Regions from separate parts of the Mus musculus genome. Here region 2 is linked to region 1. Evidence: chromatin contacts called from public Hi-C data. All regions are on one chromosome and are shown on one strand. Each heading gives the region's core, a stretch centred on a gene start, on an enhancer-like site or on the middle of the called end of the contact. The rest is flanking DNA. Distances are from core to core; before and after follow the strand shown. Region 1 overlaps Prkce (protein kinase C, epsilon). Region 2 overlaps Prkce (protein kinase C, epsilon).

Region 1 (4,014 bases), core at 941-3,440:
ATGGAGCCTTTAAGCAAAGACTGTCAATCTCAGAAACAGGCCTTCCCCTTCAGGAAATCAGCAAAGTGAAAGCTCTGGTCTGCTGTCCCCACTGCTGTCCCCAGCACCAGGGAACACGTGACCTTCCTCCAGCTGCTGTTCTGCTGACAGAGGGATACCTGTATCAGCCTTGCCTTGCTCCACACCTAAGTGTGGTCAGAAACGGATAACATCTAGATCTGTCTTTCCCAAGAGGGTGACATATCTGATTTCTAACAACCATCCCTTCTTGCTCAGTCATCTCCGGCACCTCTCTAAATTAACTGCTGAAGTCATGGAGACCAAGAGCTGCAGGGAAGTAAAGAGAAGATCTACACAAACAAACAAAATAAACACGGGTTAAAGTACCTATTGAACCGTGGGTGGCTGCCCTGTATGGAATCACTACAATGAAGAAAGTAAACCGAGATGGGCGCAACAACGACTTCTTAAGTCTATAGATAAGAGGGGAAGCAAAGACACACGTGTAATCAGGCCGGAGTATTTCTGGAACGATACACGAGGCGCCAGCCTCTTGGGAAGGAAGGGAGTCTGCGATAAGAGCGGGGCTAACTGCCGACCACTTCCTTTTCACTACTGAATTCCTTACGGTATTCTTCTATTAAGTTGTTAAATGATGAAAATATAAATATAATTAAGAAATTGCAAATCTATTGCATTTAAAACAGTATAAATCCTTACTTAAAATCTACTATAGTAGCCAGGCACAGGAATTCATGTAGGTAACCCCAGCATTTGAGAACTGGAGACAAGAGGATCAAAATCTCAAGATATCCCTCAACTATAGAGTGGGACTGAATCAGTCTGGAATGTGTTTGAGTCTGGGATATATACACACACACACATATATACATACATACATAAATACATACATACATACATACACACATACATACATACATATATGGATATATATAGATGGATATATATAGATGTGTATATATATGTATATGTATATATATATGGTATGTGTGTCTGTGGAATATATGTGTATCTGTGTGTGTCTGTGTGTATATGTATATACATATATGTGTGTATACATGTTTGTATTGAATTGGAAATATCTAGTTTCTTTGGAGACTCACCCAAAAGTCTTAGAATCCCGATTGGCCACTTCAGAAGGTTTGCACACAATTCCTAGGAATTGGTTAAGTTATCATGAATAAGACAGTGTCCAATAGATTACCTGTGTGCGACCAGGAAAGCAAACAGGAAAGGGGGGATATGGAGTAGAAATATCTGGTTTCTTTGGGGACTCAGTATATATGTATCCTACTGGCTTCAATATATACAATATAGTCGATATATATTTAATATAAACACACACACATCTCTGACTCAGAAGATAAAAGCAGAGCAAATCACATCAACGTTTAAATTAACGTGCTCTTTGATGCTTTCATTCACATGTACAGTACATTCTGGTCAGACACATCCCTCAACCCTCTCTTATCCCTCCGAGCCCACCAATGCCTCCTTCCTCCTACCAAGTCCCCGTCCCACTCCCATGTGGTTTTGACTTTGTGACCTGCTGGGTTTAACAGGGGCCACATGTTTGATACAGCAGTACCCACGGAGACATGGTTAGTGAGAAATCAAGCCCGAGTCTCCAATGCTGTCACACCACCCTAAGGAAAGCAAGGGGAATGAAAGGCCTGACCCACTGACCCTTGGGTTCATGTCAGCCCTCTCCTCCAGTGCTCATGCCCACATTCTGGCTCCCCTAGTTAAGTGGGGCCTGGATGCTTTCTATTTCATCTACATGACATGCTTTAGCTTGAAGGCTATGAGATCTAGGTCTGTGAATTCATCTCTGTCGCCAGTGTGCTTCCACCTCTCGCTTCGTATAAAGCAGGAAAGGCTCAGCGCTTCCACGGCTGCTCTAACCCCTCTCTTTGATGAGGTTTCCCGAGACAAAGAATGCCTCATGGCTCATCCGTGCCTACCCCAACGCCATGCTCTTTTTTTCCCTTGTGTTCTTATGTTTGGGCCACACCATTCCATCTGCTTTGAAATGTGAACTCCCAAAGGCAATGACTCTCATGAATCGTGCCCGCACAGGTCATTCAGGCACCTTCTGACACAGCAGTCCCTTTAGCTATGACACACCGGCTGAGGGATCAAGGAGCGATGGCCACAGGTGAAGTTATAAACTCACCACAACAGTGCGAACATGAGGTCTTCAGTCAGGAGCTTTGCTTCCGCCTGCTCTCTCTGCTCCTTGCTTTCCCTGACTTAGCAAGGCAATAGCTGCGCTGTTACATAAGTCCGGGATGATCTACATTCTTGGTCTCTTTCAAGAAACCCACAAAGTCAACACAATCGTTTGGTGGTTTAGGCACTGGCCATCAACGAAGCCCAGAATGATGCTCTATTTGTTATGTGTAAGATACTTATCCAAAATTCTCTTCATTTTGCTAACATCTATCCTTGACTGTTTATAAACCAGTTATTTTATTTAACCTTATTTTGGAGTTGTGTGGGGAAGCAGAAGTAAACCTAGATACACTTCAAAATAATATTTCAAAGGAGAGGAAAGCTTAAAAACGAAAGTTTGAACATCAAACTTCCTTTCTTCTTTTCTGGGCGCGGGGGAGGGGGGGTAAGAACTCTGATATTTCACTCGAGACTTTCTAAAATGTATATTAAAACTTTTTAACCTACCCACTCATTAATTAATTGAAAAGATTTCCTTCTGGCCTCTGACTGCTCAGGGACCTCCCCTAGCAATTTCCTTACCTATAATTATGTCGATGGGCTGAGTAACAGGTTGTATTATTACCCAAGTCAAATTGATGTGGGTGTGAATGTCCAATCAGAGGGCTTCTCACCTGCTGAGGCCCAGATGACAGAGGAGGCTTTGCCCGCAGGCATTCCCATAAGGAGAGAGCAGGAGTCTCTCCACCCCCCCCCCGCCCCCCAATTAGGCGGTAAGTATCATCTGAGTGTTAGCATTCCATCTCCAAGGGGCAGGGCCATAATAGCTACCAGCAACCCCCTTCACCCTGGCTTTCAAGCAGAGCCCTGGGCACCAGGACAGCGAGAGACTGAGAACTGAACTGCCCCAACATGACTCTTCTTTTCTTCTTTTCTCTCTTTCTTTTTTTTTTTCCCATGGTATGGGGAACCAAACACCATCACTCAACAGATACTAGGCCAATACTCTCTCACTGAAGTGAAACTATAGGCTTCTCACCTTGGCACGGCAAGGCACAGGGCGACTGCCCGACAAGGAGGATTCCTCCCTTTGCTGAAATACAAGGACAATGTCCAAAACTGCAGTACCGATTTTGTTTCTGGGTAGTCTGGCTCACTGCTGAGCTGCTAGTGGGTCTGGAAACTAGAGTGCCCTTTCCCAGCTCCTGGGTGAGCAGTATGACCCAGACCAACAGGGGCCACTCAGACACTGCACCTAACATGCTCAACATGTCTCTGCACACGAACATTTCGTACAACATTTTAGAAGTGGGATTACAAGCTAAGGGGTATAGGTGGCTTTCACACCAATCACTGCTGGTAGATAGCTTAGTGGTTAGAGAGGCCTAGACTCTGGGCTCCAGAGCCTGAACTTGACTTTATGCAGCAAGGGCTTCCATGTGCTAGGCCATCTTACAGCCCCTTGTTTGTTTGTTTGTTTTGTCATTGCTGCTGCCATCTTTTTTTCTTATTGTTTTTTGATGTGATGTAGCATGCAATCCCAGCTGGCCTCAAACTTCCATAGCTTCCAAAAGCCTTAATCACAAAACTCCCAATCTTCCTGCCTCTACCTCCCCTCTACGGGTATCACCAGTACCACACCCAGTGTATGAGTTCCTGGCAGTCATACAGCCTAGGGTTCATTACCCCACCACAGCCCTTCCCCAACTGAGCTATATCCCCATCCCCAAGGACAACTCTGGCTGGAAGAAGTGGGAATGCATGCAGGAGGCCCTGAGTTTGGACCCCGAGCGCCCATGTAGAGAGCTGGGCAGGGTC
Region 2 (4,473 bases), core at 1,040-3,539, 230 kb before region 1:
CTCTCTCTCACACACACACACACACACACACACACACACACACACACACACAAACTAGAAAATAAATTTAAAAAGCTTAAAGCATTCTAGATGTTAGGCAAACTGTATTATGTCCCTGGTCTTCGTTCTGCAACCCCCAACTGGGGTCTGTCGGGATCTCAGAGTTGGCGTCAATGCCAGGGAAGTTACGAGAGGTACAGATAAGAACACAGATAATCAGGAGCACAACTCTGTGCTTAGCAGCCTCTGAACAAGCATGGTAAGCGACCTTCAGCTAAACCCGTGGGCACTGTAACCCAGAGCAGGGCAGTGGACAGGAGAAACGTAGACACATCCCCTTGCCTCAGGTCCTCAAATATCCCTATAGCCACCTCCTGAGGAACCACCAGTGGGGCAGCTCTGATCTCTCACCTGCTGTCTCTTTTGTACCCATGGATTTTTTGAGGCACACAAAGCCAGCCGTACAACAGATACATTGAGTGGATTCCTTCCAGGCGCCATGAATTATCTGCTGATGGTAGTCTCCCTAAATCAGTCACGAGACAGTCAGGTCCATGAGCAACCTGCAAGTGTGAGGTCATCTTCAGACTCTGTAAGAGGCATTTGTGCTAAAAGGTAGACAGCAGGAGCCTCCCTGGGAGTTGCGTGAGTGTGGGCAGACGTTCTGGTTTCACGAAGCAATATATGATCACTGTCCTACCAGGAACAGGCAGGACAGGGTCCGAGTAGGACTGGATTCGGGAGTCATTCCTATGTTTGTGAGATTTATTGGATGTTCAAGGTGAATCACCAGGGACTATTCTGGATCTGTCACTAACCGTGTAGTTTTGGTCACTGCCCCCACTCCATCTTTAAACCAACAAGCAGGAGCAGCGTACCTCCAGACTTATCACCCTGTGACTCTCTAACCCCGAGTGTTTCACCAAAACAGAAGCCAAGCCCTTTTAACTCACCCCATGACATGGTGTTCTGCTATCTTTAGACTCCATAGGTCCCCGCTTTTCTTCTGGGCTGTCACGTAGCATAACAATCGGGTGACTGATATGCTGAATTGGGAGTGTCACCTGCCTGCCAAGGATACTAGTAGACTTTGCTCACATTGTATTCTCCAGAAATGACAGCATGTAACCTTTGGTTTGCCCATTGGTTTACTGAATGGTTCATAAATGCAAAGTACTTGGAGCCATCCTGGCCTAGACACTAGGCTGGACATCCAGGAACACAGTGCACTAAAGCCAGGCCACACCCCCAGGGGGGGATGTTCTATGGAAATGCAGGAAGTAAACGCAACTAATGTACACTATAGTTCTACAGGGAAGGCCTGAGCACATAGAAGACAGAGGCAAGAGGTCAGGGGGGTAAAGATGAATGATGCAGAAGGAGGGGAGACAGAGGCGCAGAGACATGGAACTAGAAGACAGTGTTCCATGCAATTCTCAGAAAGAAAAACAAATCGCTGATGGATCTCCAGAGTAAAAAGAACCCCCTGAGAGTTGGAGTTTTCTAAGCATCGAGCTTTGGAGGGCGTCACAGTAGGACCTTTATTTAGCATCTTACTGCTAAGTCACCCACCTAAACACTTTTCTGTCTCCCAAAGAGGAGCAGATGCTCCCAGCATCTTTACTCAATCTTGGTTCCTGCTGCCCAAACATGGTCCCTGGGGTGGGGGTGGGGACTAAGTGGGAACTGAGCATGGCTACAAAGGTACAAAATGGAGAGTACACATGGAGTAGGATTATTTATATGTGGGCATCTTTACTTGGAGGGGGGGGGGGGAAATGCTCCTCTATCGTGTCTTAGTGTCTCAGACTAAGACTAAGGCGCAACTCATGTTTTTCACTTCTCTAGTCCAATTAGCTGCATATTTTTAGCACGTGTTATATAAGGCTCATCTGCCCAAATTCGCTGGCTTGGGGGCCTTTCCTTCCTTTCGTTTCACTGGTGGACTGACCCTCGTGGTAGGATGACGAGCGGATCATGACAAGTCTGTAAATAGCCTGCCCGGGGAGGGGTGGATGGAAAGAGCCCTGGAGATGAAGGGAGGGCTTGTATTTGGTGTGCCAGGGCTAAATCTAACCCTTCTAAAAGGGGAAAGCAAAGAGAACGCACAATTCCAAACTGAGCCGTAGAGCGTTATGAAAAGCTGCTCCGTCTACAAAGGGCACCAAGAAGCAGAATCACAGCTGAGACAGGTGCCCCGCAGCGCTGCTGGAGAAGCCCCCAGGTGGCCTCTGTCAGCGGAAGCAGAGTTTAAGGCTGGTAGAGCGGGAAGTGGTTCCACTACCACAGAAAACACATCACCTTTCTCAGGGCAGGGTTAGCAGCCTTTGAGTAGAAGGCTCTTCCATCACTGCCATACCCTGCAAGCTGGAGGGGCCGAACAAGGAGCCTGGATGATGTACCCAAAGAAGTTTCACTTTCTGTTTCAGTGTGCAGCACCAAGGCTAGGAGTCTCAACGATGCCCAGGACCAGACCACTTACCCCACATTCAATTTACAGAGATTACCATTTAGGCCATCGTACTTTACCTAAGTCCTTCTAAAACAGCAGTTCTCGGCCTGTGGGTCATGACCCCTTTAGCAAATATCTTCCAAAGTGTTTACTCTATGAATCATAACAGTAGGAAAATTACAGTTATGAAGTGGTAATGAAATAACCTTATGTTTGGGGGTCACCACAACCTGGGGAACTGTATTAGAGGGCCACAGCACTAGGAAGGCTGAGAACCACTGCTCTACAACCCGGTACTTAGAGAACAGAGTCTAGAAAGGCTTTTAGGGATGGAAGAGAGGACCTTAGCAGTCAAGGGATTAATGGCTAGGGGTGCGGCCTTACAGCCCTACAAATGACATTCAGAAGCCAGTCAGCCTTCCCCTAATTCTAGGCACATCACAAGCAAGCCTGAGTACACTGGGGCTCTTCACTTTGCACCGCCCAGGCAGGCCGACACCCTCTCTGTTCCTCTAGTGAAGGTGCCACAGTGGGCAGCTGCTTCCTCAGAAGGATGCACCTGTGTAAAGTCCTGGGCACGTCACAGACCACCTGAAGTCATCCTATAGCCAATGGAAGGATAAAGTGGTGCCTTTCCCCAACATCCATCGGCAGGTAGCAATTACGGGCTTGGCTACGGAATGAGATGACAAAATTCCCATCTACTGCAGGAAGGAGAACTGGCTCTCTTCAAGAGACTGCCTTCCTGCTGACGCACAGTTCTGGGGATGAGTTTCCTTCTCCAGTGCCCTTCCCCCTGATCTGAAGTGGCATGGCAGGTGGCATACCCTTGGGCTAGCACTTACAGCTGGGTGCTGCCTGTGAACACGAGGTCCAGGTTCTGCCTCCGGTGCTGGAAACAGTCTCAGCGGTTCTTGTCAGACAGAGCTGGACTTTCATCTCTTTGCTGTGCAACCTTGAGGGAAGGTGTTCTACTTATACAATACTTTTTTGACTATTTAAAGCAGAGGAGCTAACTCCTGCTCCCCAGGGAGGCAGTGAGGAATCTACCAGGTAATGCACGTGGAGGTGACTAGCACAGAGTCTGACCCAACAAGGCAATGTGCAGGGGTGTCTGCGTGCGTGTGTGTGCGTGTGTGTGTGTGTGTGTGTGTGTGTGTGTGCATATGGTATGTGTGTGCATGGTGTGTGTGTGTGTGTGTGTGTGTGTGAGTGTGCATGTATAGTGTGTGAGTGTGTGTCTGTGCATGTGGTGTGTGTGTGTGGTGTCTGTGCATGTGGTGTGTGTGTGTGGTGTCTGTGCATGTGGTATGTGTGTTTGAGTGTGTATGTATGCATGTGGTGTGTATGTGGTGTGTGTGCATGTGTTGTATGTGTGCACATGGTATGTGTGTGTGTGTGGTGTGTGTGTATGTAGTGTGTGTGATATGTGGTGTATGCATGTGGTGTGTGCTTGTGGTGTGTGTGTGTGGTGTGCCCATGTGCTGTGTGTGTGTGAATGTGTGTATGCATGTGGGGTGAGTGTGTGCATGTCGTGTGTGTGTTCGAGTATGTATGTATGCATGTGGTATGTATGTGGTATGTGTGTGTGCATGTGGTGTATGTTTGTGTGTGTGTGTGTGTGTGTACATGTGGTGTGTGTGTGTGTGTGCATGTGGGATGTGTGTGTGTGAATGAGTATCAGTCCTTGTTACACTTTCATGTGCAATGTTCCTCTATAAGCGTATGTGCTCTTCAATCTTGGCTCTCAGTTATTTACTATTTTGGGAGGTGGCAGAACCTTGAGAGGCAGGGCCTGGTTAGTGAAGGTGAGCCACAGAACCCAGGGCTTTGAGGGTCAAAACCAGGCTCTGTCCCTGCTCCCAGCTCTTTACTTCCTGTTTTGGTTAGCACATGAGAAGGTCTGTCATAGGCTTCTGTCACACCACACCATCCCTGCCACAAAGACCTGACTCTTAAGTTGCTCATTGGTGTCTTGTTAGAGCAGTGAAAAGGGTAACTGACAGCCCTCCAACTTCCTG

Evidence for each region. Hi-C and Micro-C count contacts between places; a contact is called where the count stands out from the background.
Region 2: a contact with region 1 is called in a Hi-C map of CD8 T cells, with 1.6 times the contacts expected there. The contact joins two enhancer-like sites. A contact is called at or near these places in 2 of 39 promoter capture datasets (the C10 cell line and liver), 12 of 484 Hi-C or Micro-C datasets (B cells, the C10 cell line, CD4 T cells and 8 more), 7 of 115 datasets of contacts at active chromatin or transcription factors (Th17 cells, bone marrow-derived macrophages, cardiomyocytes and 4 more) and 1 of 9 other capture datasets (embryonic stem cells).

The regions. Positions count from the first base shown.
Region 1 is chr17:86,204,772-86,208,785 of GRCm38.p6, reverse strand. The region is part of intron 1 of Prkce (protein kinase C, epsilon); the gene reads right to left. Among named protein-coding and RNA genes, the nearest start is that of Gm52296, 37 kb to the left of the region's middle. Within about 2 kb of position 2,190, at least 19 of the 459 cell types and tissues checked have an H3K27ac peak or open chromatin away from gene starts, as enhancers often do. A contact at or near this core is called in B cells, CD8 T cells, Th1 cells and 1 more, where this site is marked.
Region 2 is chr17:86,435,592-86,440,064 of GRCm38.p6, reverse strand. All of the region lies in intron 2 of Prkce (protein kinase C, epsilon), which reads right to left. The region is part of intron 1 of Gm30284 (a long non-coding RNA gene); the gene reads left to right. Among named protein-coding and RNA genes, the nearest start is that of Gm30284, 7.2 kb to the left of the region's middle. Within about 2 kb of position 2,289, at least 134 of the 459 cell types and tissues checked have an H3K27ac peak or open chromatin away from gene starts, as enhancers often do. A contact at or near this core is called in B cells, CD8 T cells, Th1 cells and 1 more, where this site is marked.